Regions from separate parts of the Sus scrofa genome. Here all the other regions are linked to region 3. Evidence: chromatin contacts called from public Hi-C and HiChIP or PLAC-seq data. All regions are on one chromosome and are shown on one strand. Each heading gives the region's core, a stretch centred on a gene start, on an enhancer-like site or on the middle of the called end of the contact. The rest is flanking DNA. Distances are from core to core; before and after follow the strand shown.

Evidence for each region. Hi-C and Micro-C count contacts between places; a contact is called where the count stands out from the background. HiChIP or PLAC-seq counts read pairs in DNA pulled down with a chosen protein or histone mark.
Region 1: a contact with region 3 is called in an H3K27ac HiChIP or PLAC-seq map of skeletal muscle, with 3 times the contacts expected there. The contact joins two enhancer-like sites. A contact is called at or near these places in 1 of 47 Hi-C or Micro-C datasets (fetal skeletal muscle) and 1 of 2 datasets of contacts at active chromatin or transcription factors (skeletal muscle).
Region 2: a Hi-C map of skeletal muscle shows a contact between it and region 3, with 6 times the contacts expected there. The contact joins two enhancer-like sites. A contact is called at or near these places in 2 of 47 Hi-C or Micro-C datasets (heart right ventricle and skeletal muscle) and 1 of 2 datasets of contacts at active chromatin or transcription factors (skeletal muscle).

Annotation. Positions count from the first base shown.
Region 1 is chr1:162,288,640-162,292,803 of Sscrofa11.1, reverse strand. It overlaps ALPK2 (alpha-protein kinase 2), which reads right to left. Exons shown (of 14, transcript XM_001925970.7): 13 at 1,696-1,744. Among named protein-coding and RNA genes, the nearest start is that of MIR122, 39 kb to the left of the region's middle. Within about 2 kb of position 2,878, at least 20 of the 83 cell types and tissues checked have an H3K27ac peak or open chromatin away from gene starts, as enhancers often do. A contact at or near this core is called in fetal skeletal muscle and skeletal muscle, where this site is marked.
Region 2 is chr1:162,372,664-162,376,540 of Sscrofa11.1, reverse strand. NEDD4L (E3 ubiquitin-protein ligase NEDD4-like) reads left to right here. Exons shown (of 32, transcript XM_021073866.1): 29 at 160-267; 30 at 1,492-1,588; 31 at 2,252-2,324. Among named protein-coding and RNA genes, the nearest start is that of MIR122, 45 kb to the right of the region's middle. Within about 2 kb of position 1,495, at least 10 of the 83 cell types and tissues checked have an H3K27ac peak or open chromatin away from gene starts, as enhancers often do. A contact at or near this core is called in skeletal muscle, where this site is marked.
Region 3 is chr1:162,510,024-162,513,724 of Sscrofa11.1, reverse strand. The region is part of intron 5 of NEDD4L (E3 ubiquitin-protein ligase NEDD4-like); the gene reads left to right. Among named protein-coding and RNA genes, the nearest start is that of MIR122, 180 kb to the right of the region's middle. Within about 2 kb of position 2,129, at least 17 of the 83 cell types and tissues checked have an H3K27ac peak or open chromatin away from gene starts, as enhancers often do. A contact at or near this core is called in fetal skeletal muscle and skeletal muscle, where this site is marked.

The DNA of each region.
Region 1 (4,164 bases), core at 1,629-4,128, 220 kb after region 3:
TCTGGACGTGCTCTCTTCAAAAGCCCAAGGCCATGACCGAGTTCCCTGACTCATAGGATATTTAAGGCTCTGCTTGGCAGTGGGGTTGGAGCACAGAGACAGGTCTAACACAAAGTTTTATCATCCTGAGCAGATTGAAAAGGAAAAGATTCAAACTGCAGCTTAACTCAGAGATGCTAAGCTTTTGTGTAGTCGGTGAGACCTTTATGAATTACATTTCTTGATTTGATTACATTTCCTGATTTGGAGGGTCAAAGAAAGAGGGGTCGCCTTTCTCCAAGTCCCTCTACTTTTCTCCATTCTTCATTTGCTAATTGAAAGTCAGTACACTCGTGGATGCCCATGGTCTGAAGGAACCGGAAAGTTCAAGTACACAGGTTGTTCCCAGCCATTGAAGAGTAAGCTGCATTAATGAGGCCATTTCATTACCTCTGTTTCTGACACCTTGACATCTGGGGTTTTGCTAGCCTGGAAAGACCCTCTCCCTGGGTCAGCCAATTCTTAGAGGTAGAAATGGCTGGCTTTCGAGAATGCCTTTCAGAGGCCAAGCAACCAACAGCAGCCACTCCCACTGCCTCCTCATGGGGGTCTTGCAGTCTGGGCCACCGTCTACCTGCCCTCATGAACCCAGGGCAAGTACCAGGCACCCCGACACCCCAGACAGTCCCTCTGCCCTGAGCCTGCTGGGGTTTCCTGACCAGTCCATTCCATGCTCGCTTATCCCATCCCACCCACTCCTTCCCTCGAAAACCTCAAAGCTCTTATCTACATTTTCCCCTCCCGCCTGGGGAAGGGTGCCCTGACTCCTGGGAACTATGAGTAACAGATGCTTTTCAATGGCCACCATCAGCTGAGATTTCAGCTCCATTATTCCCAAACCATTATAAAACCTCCTTTTAAAGACACAAGCCACTGGCCCGTCCATTTCTTCCGCCTTATAAACAGTCCTAGAAACAGCAGCAGTGGGCAAAAGCCAGGTAGCTCCAACCCTGAACGTGATTTTCACCTCTGACCACAAATAGCCTGCCTTCTCCTTACTAATGGTGAGCAAAGCAGCGAGAAGGGGAAGTTTGTTAAAGAGACACCCGGTCAAAGGTTACCTCAGTGCCAACCAGGCACACCCCACAGGGAGCAAAGCAACGCCCTGGGTGCATTAGAAAACCACCACCATTGCCAACAACCGAAGTCACTAATCACAGCTCTTCCATAGCCATTTGCCCCTGCAACCATCACCATGGGAGTCTGGGAGCCGCCTAACGAATTTTTTGGTGAAAAAATATGGGGAAAATACCTTTAAAAATGCAAATTGAATTCACGGCACTCAAATGCAAATAGACGCATATTTCAAAAGAAGCTTCTGATCGTGAAGATACAAAATGTAGAAAATGGAATATTCCTCGTTAAAAGAAATCCCAACAACACTGGCATGTTTCCCCACCATGGCACTCCTGGTAGTCATTAATCTTGAAATGGGTTTACAGATTTCTTACTTGTTTCAAAGTTAGGAAACAAATGTGTTTCCTTGGGAGAACAAAGTCCATAAATATTTTAGGTATGTGAGAGAAGTGAACTGAATGCGGCCCAAGAACATTTGTGATCCACGGTTAGGACAAGAACTCTCCTTTGCCGGCCTCAGCCTAATAGCATCTGCCCAGAGTTGACCTGGTATGTACTTGACTTATTGTTTCTACTCACCCTTTAGCCAACGTTGCTATGCCAACGTCTGTTAACTTCATTCCTACACCTACAGGGAGAGAGAAAGATGGGATGTGTTAACCCGGGGCTCCTCAGAAAAGATGGACCATCTAAGCGCGGGGAGGGGTCATGCCAGCCCAGCATCACTTCCCTCCCTGCGCAAACACACTTTCCTACCCATTTCCATCAGCAAAAGCTGACAGCCTTTCAAATGTGCACAGGGGTGTTACGGGACTTTAATGGGGAAGGCAGGCTTCTGATGCAGCCAGTCAGGTGGGCGAGGAGCAGGGCCTTTGGTCCCACAACTTGTGCCCTTTATGGCTCCTGAAATGGTGTCCACTGTCCACCTGGTCCACCCCCTCTGCTGGAGGAGGGAGGCCTGTCGCCCATCCCATGAGATCTCTCCCCAGAAATGCTCTGATCTGGACTTAGGTCTGCTCCCTGCCCTTCATTAAAAGCAAAAACCCCTTGCACAAAGGGAGGTGGAGCGGGTGTGGGCTGGGCCGGCCAAGTTCAGTGAGAGAGTTCAAGGTGGCATTTGTTCAGTTCAATGCCAGACTCCAGACACACGATTTCCCCTTTCCATAAAGGCAGCTTTCCAATTCAAGACTGAAGATTTTCTGGGTTGGCTTTTGACCCAGGGAAACACTCCTGCATTGTTTGTACACTTTTAACCACTGGCCTGGAGCTGTTGGTATGGGCACACCCACAATCTAACCCTTTGATGCTTATCCCAACTGCTCTCCATTAAGCCACTGGAAGTTGGTCGGGGTGGGGCCTACCAATCCCGACACAACAGAACAGCTACTGGAGCTTTCCACTCTGGTTCAGTAGAGCCACAGGCATCTTGGGCAGAAGCCAAGCACATGGAAGTCTTTTTGCTTCTGTCTTCCCAGCAGGAGAGCTTGGGAGAAAGGCTCAGGAACCAGGGATTCAAAGAGTATGAAAGCTCTTCTGCTTTGCCAGGCGGGGAAGGGCAAGTTTGGTCTCACCTTCCCCTCCTGCCCAGGTCTGGAAGAAGGCAACCCTCTGTGATGCCCAGGGTGTCGGTGGCCTCTGGCCTTTGCAGAATCTCCTTGCCAGAGTAGATACCATTTCTGTTCCTGCCTCTCTAGGGTGATGGCTGTGGGCACCTGTTCCGTTTCCCTGGCTTGGCCTTAATCTCACCCACGCCATCTAGTGGCGGGACTTTCACACTGGGCCAGGGGTTCACAGCGCTCCGCTCTGCTCCCTGGGTCTTGCCTCTTCTCTTGCCTGATTCTTGTCCCAGTTGGGCGAGGCTCTGGTCACTGTATTCCCCACGGCTGGCAGGTGACCAGTTCACAGAGGGGCCTGGCTGCCCAGAAGCCAGCTTGAGCTCTGGATGAAGGAATAGCATCCCTGGCAAAAGCCAAGCCTGAGGGTGAGATCTTATGGCAATTTAGTTGCATGGGTCTCCAATTCCTATGAGCACTGTCTTTCCAAGGCTCGGGAAAGGATAGCTGAAGGGTTAATGCTCTGACTCAGCAATGTCCACCTGGACATTTTTTGGAGTGTGGCCAAGAAAAAAAAAATTTTGCAGGCCATACTGCTGTTCAGGCTGGTTAGTCAGAAGCAAAGAACCCTGCTTGTCTGCTGTGCACCTGTGAGCCAAATTAGACTCGGCACTTGAGGGGAGCCAGCAAGCATTTTAAAAGCCTCTTTCACAGTTGGCGACTAATTCATCTCATTCTTTCAAAGCTGCTAACAACTAGAACATATGCAGAAATGCTTCACATAGTTTTTATGATAGGACTGTACTTTAAAAAAAAAAAAACCCACCAAATTGCAAAAGCCCTCTTTGGACATCTTGTTTCACGGAAAGTTGTATTTAAAATTTACAGCGCTAAGCTGCATAGAAGTTCAGTTTTAAAGAGTCACTTGGCAAAAGGTCCCTGATCTGGAGAACTGCTTTTACCCCAAGACTCACAATTACTGGTTGTCACTGATGGTGGGAAAAGTAGAATATGGTTTTTTCAAAAGGAAACCTCTCTTGGTTTAATAATTTACCAGCAATTCAACCGAGGTTATTGTCTGTACAGGATAATTTAAATGCTAGTGTGCAGCTTGTTAAAGTGAGTTGGGGATAATAGTTGTCTACAGTTGTTTCTGGTAGAAGGCAGGAAAAAGGCAGCCTTACAAGTTTGTTCTCCAGAATTTGACTTCTTTGGTTATTTGGGCAGCAGCTTCCGAGGAACCCCAGTGGGCTCAGGCATGTGCAGACCTTAGGGCCAAATCCCGGGCTCAGCTTTCACCCCACAATCCTGCAGGACTCACCACAATCCCATCAACAAGCAAAGGCAACCAGGGAGAGAGTCACTTTTTAAGAGTCTGCGAAAGTGATGCTTGAGCTTGAGTTTGTCTGGGATTTTCCTATCCTAATTCCAGTGTCTCGGTCAAATTACAAAATGTGAGAATCGTTTAGAAAATGGATGTGTTATCTTGGGCTCA
Region 2 (3,877 bases), core at 246-2,745, 140 kb after region 3:
GGAACACATGTCCCTCCCTTCGTTTGTATCTGTGCATCACTGGCCTGTCTTGCTTGGCACACACCGTGGCTCTGTCCTTGAGGAAGGGCCTTATCTCTGCGTGTGTTTCTTTGGCTTTCGAGGAGTGCCCCCTTTAACTCTGGTCCATCTCCCTCCCAGTTGCTGATGTGCGGCCTTGGTGATGTGGATGTGAACGACTGGCGACAACATTCTATTTACAAGAATGGCTACTGCCCAAACCACCCTGTGATTCAGTGGTTCTGGAAGGTAAGGCCAGGACCGGTCCCTGCTGCTCCTCCTGGGTCGGGTAGGGGGCCCTGTGCTGCTTCCCACGGTCCTGCTGCTGGAAGTCGGGGCGCTGCTGGCACCTGGCCTGCTGGGAGAGAAGAGCCGGCTGAATCCAAAGCAGCCCATCCTGCTGCTCTTCTGTAACTGTGGTAGACAGCAGTCTTGAAGCAGCCACCTGATTAACATGCTTTTGTTTGAGGATATCATTCAGGAGGATGATTCTGAAAAGCGAGATTCAAGAATTGGAACTAATCCTCCAAAGTGTAACCAAGAATGGGAGATTTCTCAGGGCAAAAACATGCTTTGGGACTGACTTTTCTAAGATGCCACTTTGGATTAAAAAACCCTTTTCCCAGATTTTTTTTTTTTCCCCCTGGTTAATTTCAACAAACATTATGATCTTTACATCTTTCAATCAAAGATACAGATAAAATCTGCTGTGCTCTCTGAAGGCCAGTGTTTGCATCCTGTTCAGCTTAGGAGAGAAGTGACAGAGAAAGTGGGGGTGGGTCCAAGGGAGAGATGGTAAACTGAGGAAAGAATAGTCACAGGGAAGAAAAGCTGATTATTTATTTGTGTTACTAATAATACTTCAGGTGCCAATAGCGAAACATAGAGAAAAGAAAAACAGAACCTTCAAATCCCCAAATCCTCATCCAAGTCTCGCTCAGCTTTAAGTTTGAATATTTTTTATTTCAATTCAAGGGGCTTTACCAGTGAAGGCAACTCGATTCTTAGAATAATTCAGATACATAAGATACACAGATTATTTCAGAGGCTACCCTGGCCTCTGTTTTTCTTTCTTTTTATAAAATGTTATCTTTAGAGAATTTGTCTATAGTCAGCAATCCCACCACATAACCTGGGTTCCCCCTGGGTCAACACTTCTCAAACTGTCTATGTTTATAGTTGGCCGGGGGCCACTGGCAAGCCTCATACAGAAACCTGAGCTCAGGGCCATTAGTGAGTTTGCTTTGAACACCACTTCTTTTGACCAGTTGGCAGAAGAAGAAAGAGACCTTGTGATCTCTCGCTCTCTGAGATCACAGAGGCCAGTACTGTGGTGACCGTAGGAAACCGCTTTTAGGGTCAATGGTCTAGATCTTCGGCTGCAGGGTAGTGAGGTTGTTTTGCCTGTCTGCATCACAGCAGCACGGGCCATGTGTCACATGGGCTCACCTGACCTTCTGCCTCCGTTCATAGGCTGTGCTGCTGATGGACGCCGAGAAGCGGATCCGGTTACTGCAGTTCGTCACCGGGACGTCCCGAGTACCTATGAATGGATTTGCCGAGCTTTATGGTGAGCAGGACACCTTTAGATTTTGTTCTCCTCTAGCCAGGCATCAGCTGCAGCCCGAGAAGAGTGCCTCCAGGCCCCTAGACAAGTGGACTTTGCACGGACCCTGAAGAGATGGGGCAATGTGCCCTCCTCTCAGCTGTGTGTGTAGTTCCCTTTACATGAAGGGGCAGGGGAGGGGGTCTTTTTTGTTTTCATGCAGAGAGTCCTAACATTGGTCTTTTCTTTTTTTTGGTGGGGGGGGGAGTTTTGTTTTTTGGTATATCTTCACAAACAACCGGATTTTGCAGAATCATTCCTGTGTTTGTAAACAGAATATTTAAGGCACTCCTTCCCTCCATGAGGCATATTCAAGGTCATGTTTCATTTTTTTCCCCCCAGAAGTAGTTCGAAATTTAAACTTCACGGGTTGGACTGAAAGGCTGTAGATGTCCGCATGTCCATATGTTGTCACGTCTGTTGTGTTCAGCTTGGCGCGATTCCAGTCTGACAGTGGCACAGAGTCTGTGTCATGAGGTTGTGCAGACCCCTTGCTTGCCCCGTTGTTAAACAGCCTCAGAGGGGGTCTCGGGCCCCCCGCCCCTCCCTTTCCTTTATCCCCTCCTTCACCATGTTCCTCTGCCTTGAGCCCTCTAAGCGTCTATTTTTCTTTGTTCTTTCATCTAGGTTCCAATGGTCCTCAGCTGTTTACAATAGAGCAATGGGGAAGTCCTGAGAAACTGCCCAGAGCTCACACATGGTGAGTGACGGAAAACCACCTGGTTGTCAACAAATAGTATTTTAAACATTTAGCGAGTATACTGCCGGGCTAGAGGCTAGAATGCTGTGTTCCCTGCCCATTCAGAATTTTGAGTATGAAATGTCAGTGATGCTGATGAAATTAAACCAAAATTTGAAGGGGGTCCTGTTGGAGATGTGAAGGCTTAAACCCACCCTTCCTGCTTCCTGCGGGGAGTTCCTCTCCCAAACTCCATCCTTCCGCAGTTATTCTGGGAAGCAGAAATTTCCCTGTGTATCCGCATGTGGATATGACAGCTCCCAGCCTCTCAACAGACTGGGTTTTTCCTCCCACCTTAAATTGGTCCAGAGCTATGGATAAATTCCCTGTAGCCACGTTGGTTAAAGGCCTTCCATGGCCAGCCAGAAGCCATCAGTCAGTGGGATTTGGTAGCGTCATTGGCCCGAGGAGTGTCAGGTCTGACCAAGGACCCCTGCCCAGGGAGACGCGCTGGCACAGCTGCGCTGAGGAGTTCTCCAGGCTGCGGGGTAGAGGGAGAGTTCTGTGAAACCCAGCACAGAGGGGACCTCAGGAGCTCCTGCCATTCAGGGTGCTGTGTCCCTCAGGCTGGTTTCCCCCTCAGGCTTTGCTCTCCTGCTCTTAGGAGGCAGGTGGCAGGGGCCTGTGGGACACATTCTGACCACACAGTGGCCTCCCTGCCCACAACAGGCCAGCGCAGCCAGAAGAGAGGGCTCCCCAAAGGGCATTTGTAGAAAACAGGCCTGGAGAGGTGTTGTGCTTCTGTTTGATTGCCTCACCTCACCGGAAAGCACGTTTTTTCCCCTGTCTGGACCATTCACATGACTCTGAATGACGTGGATGTGGTCACTGCCGTCAGCACCAGAGAACAGGTGACTCCAGCTAATGCTGGCCGATCATCAGGCAGTCTGTCCTTGATTCTCAGGGAGGATGTCTTGGCCATTTAGAGCTCTTGCTCCAAACAGTTTCAGAGTCCAGTGTAGCTTTCTGGGTTCTGGAGCCTTCATATGAAAGGTAGTCACACTGAAACTGAGACGAGTCCTAGGGCTGTCGGGATGGGTTCGGAGCTCCCAGACTCCCAGTCTGGTGATAAGAAAAAGGATTAAGAGCTGCATCCACTGTGGGTCAGGCCCTTGACCTTAGCAGCGGCATTCCTGTGGGCTCCTGGGAGAGACTTGCTCATGAGCACGTGGCTCACAGACCCAAATCACAGGATTTGAACTCAGGTCTGCTAGGATTAGACTCTGCGGTCACCCTGACCACTGCGGTCAAGCTGTTGCCTTGGTGATAGGATTCACTTTCCAGATTTTTCTACATGAACCAAGTAACTGAGTATTCATCCCACGTCCCTCTGTGACCCTCTATACAGACATCTTGCTGTGGAATGCTTCTTCTTTTCAGGGTCCACATGCTGAGCCAGCACGAACATATGGTGCTGCCCAGATAAGACCCTGAATTCAAAAGTTCTCAATCTTGGCTGCACGTTGGAACCACCTACACGTTAGAACCACCTACAAAGCATTAAAAAAAAAAAA
Region 3 (3,701 bases), core at 880-3,379:
CTTGCCACTTGGGTTATTTCTGCTATCTGTCGCTCTTAGTGCCGCAGTGCTAAAGGTTTGGCAGATGGGACACTTTTTCTTGGAGTTTGTGTCTTTGGTTTTTGACTTCTGGCAGCGCCGGGCTTGTTGTTGCCGCTCGCCCTCTCCCTCCCTGGCCCTCTGGGCACCATGGCCCATCGGCTTCGGTTTCATTTTGGCTCTGGTCGCAGCAACACAGCCCCCGAATCAGAGATCCTAGACCAGGAGAGAGAAGACGACTTTTTCATGGCATTCCACACGCTCCCGCGGAGGAGCGGCCCTCACCCCTTTGCCTCTCATGGAGCGGAGGATGGCGGAGGTGGCCTGCAGGCAGGCGTGGGCGCGCTGAAGCGCAGCTCGTCCATGTTCATCCCCCAGCTCCTGAGCCCCGTTGACACGCGGCCCACCCGGAGTTCATCCGTGCAGATCTCGCTGCAGCGCAAAGCTGCCGACGGGGCCCCCGACGGGTGCGGGCCCCCCGAGGGCCTGGACGGCGACGCGGGCTCAGTGCCTCGGAGCGGCTGCTCTGAGACCCCGGAGCCCAAGAGCCTCGAGAATCCCTCTCCCGGGGCCGCCAGGGCTCCAGGCCCGCAGGTCAACGGCACGTGTGGCCGACGAGCACCCGGCCTCACAGCCCCCGATGGCCGCGAGGAGGCCAAGCCTTCGATCGCCCAGGGGCCCGAGGGCAGCGGAGGACTCCGCATCCAGCACCGCGCCTCCAGCGCGGATGTGCGCCAGGTGAGGCTGACGCCTTTCGGGGCTGACGGCCCAAGCAGCTCGTCGGCGCAGGAGCCCAGGCGCTGGTCCCTGCAGCACGTTCCAGATGCTTCTGGAAGTTCTGGGAAGCGGTGTTTTGTCTTCCAGTTGCAGCAGCCGCAACCCGGTGTGCCAGGGCTGGGTGGTGACTTCAACTTCGGGTTCACCGGCACCAAGGGGGACAGGTTGGTGAGGTATCCCCGCATCCGGCTAGAGAGGAGCACCTCGTACCCCACGCAGCCCCGAGCAGAGCGCGGGAGCCCCACAGAAGAGCACGGCCATCCGGAGACACCACCCCGGGGCCGCAGGGTGGCTCCCGAAATCCACAGGACCAACTCCGTGGAAAGGACGCCGCAGGGTCAGGGCTGCACGTTTAAGATCAGGCAAGATCAAAATGCGGGGCAGCAGCATTTCAGAATTCTTGTGACTCGGGGGCCAGAGGAAGCTCCTCAGAATCCCGAGGAGAATAACGCCTCCTGCCCTGGTTCCTCAGGAGCCAGCGCCCCGGTAAGTTAGTGTGCGTTTCCCTGCAGTGGCCTGTCGGCAGGGACTGATTCAAGTTCAGCCGACTGATTCTGCAGCATAATTAAAATAAACTCCATCCGCCTCCCTTCTGGGAGTTTCCTTGCTTCTGGCCAGAGTAACTTAATGTTTGGCCGAGTTCTGGGACCATGATTTGTGGTCCAGCCTTTGGTAGAGGTCCATGAAACTAGTTAGCATTTCAGAAAATATCATTTCCTTAGGTCCTCAAAGTCAGACAGCTCTGTTTTGAAAACCCAGACACAACCCCTTCTGCTCTTTTCCTCCCTTCTGAATAAAAGAATTTTTAAAACATATCACTTTTTAAGTGAAACTGCAGGGCCCCAACATGTTGATGTTGGAAGTGCATTTAAAAGCTGCTTGCATATGAAGCCTCTGACAACACTTGCTTTTTAAAAATTATCAGTTCTAATAGAGAGAGAAAATTTTGTGTTAAACTTATCTAGTCGCTTAATAATTAAGGGTATGCGAAGTTTGACCAGTTCTTCCTAATGGCCTTTTAGCTGTGGAGGGCTGTCCCTTGTTATGTAAGTTATGGTCTTTGTTGTTGTTGTTATTTTGTCCCATTAAGTAATACTGAACAAGGGGAGTCACATTTGTGGGACAGGAGGAAATGTGTTTTTCAAGCAGTTTGGCTTATGGGCCCAGGCAGGGCGAAACTGATTTGGGAACTTGTTAATGGTCAGATTGCACAGTCCTGCAATTTAACACGGCCCACTTGAGTGTCTAAGCGGGGCTGCTGTATATAGAATAGTAAGTGCCCTGTCTCCAGCTGTGGAATCAGACGCCCTGCAACAGATTTTGGCCTTTATTGCTCCTGTGTTCTTGCTCTCTCCCTTTCAGTGAAATGGAGTACAGAAAGACAGCTGCTAACTCCAGCAGGCAAATGATGACTCTGCAGCTTTCATAGTTTGTCATGGGATGAAAAGTTCCATCGGTTAGCTTTTTTTTTTTTTTTTTTTTTTTTTTTTTTACTAATAATCCCTAGGCACTAGGCTCTGAGTGCTTTATTTTTAAAGGACAGGCTCCTTGTGTTTTGAATGGGTTTTTTTCCTTGAATTCCCTGTGATTGCTGGTTTGAGGCTATGACAGTGAAATGTCTAGGAGACTTTTTGTTTGGGTTTTAGTTACCAGTTGTGACTTTTCAAAGTGGTTGGCTGAGTATGATTGTGGGATTATAGTGTCTTTTATTATTTTGTGTTGAGGAATATTTTTGGCCACTTGAGTAAAACTTCATCAGTGCTCCATCGTTGGTTTTCACCATTTTGAAGGTGAAATCAGATGCTAAATTGCAAACATTACATTTTTCTAACTATTTCTTATTCTTTTCCCTTCTACAAGCCATTTTCTCTTGTTATCTCTAGTTCCTTTATTAGAAGATACCTGAGTGCATTGTCTTGGTCTGAAGTGATACCATTTTTATGCAGGGGTACCGATTTCCATAACATTTTGATAATAGCTGCTAACCTTCAGCCCAAGAACGTACCATCACAACAGGTGTAGGCTTCAATAGACATCACAGCTCCATGCTGAATTTGGACCACCTACCACGTGGAGATTGACAAAACACATTTCCAAAAGTTTGGACAACTGTTCAGTTATGTTATCAGAAATTTAAATCATTTTGCAGTTAATGTTGAGGACAAATGGATTTATATAATTATAGTCTCATTTGGCTTGAGGTTCCTCATGTAATTATAAAACAAGTAGAACATACCAAAAATTATGTAGTTTACATACAAAGACTGTTCCAACTTCCAAGGGCTATTACAGTGGAAAACAGATTTCTTCAAATTTGGAAATGAAAGCTCTGGAATAAAGAGCTTTTCTTAGAGAATATGTTTCATCTAGTGCACAGTAGTTTTTATTTTCATATTTGTATTTTTGTACACTTAGAGAAATTTGTAAACAGTTGGCGGGAAGCTGGTCTTTTTTCAAGCGAAAACCTGTTTTTTTCAGGAAGCAAAAGCAAAACTTGGTGGCGTAACAAAACTGCCTGCTCCATTCAACACTTTGTACGTGTTTCACTCGGGCAGAGATGTTAAGTGCGGGCAGCAGCTGCCACAGCCTTATTTATCTTGAGGGAAAACATTCCCTTGGGCGTCTACAGTCTGGCTGCCCCCAAGCGTTTTTGATGTTTCACATATCTGCTGCTTTGGTCAGAAGGGCATTTTCGTTACTATTTTACATGAAAAATCGATTACGGTCTGGTTTTTGAGTAACGTCAAAAAACATTTCCCGATTGGGAAAAGCATTCAAGCCCCCTTTTGCGAATGTGCTTATATTTCATGATCTATGCCTTAGACCTTATTCCAGGGTTGCCTCCGTGAGTAATTTTCTCTGTCTCTGCCTCCCAAACATCCTGTGGTGAGTAAATCTAAAATGCA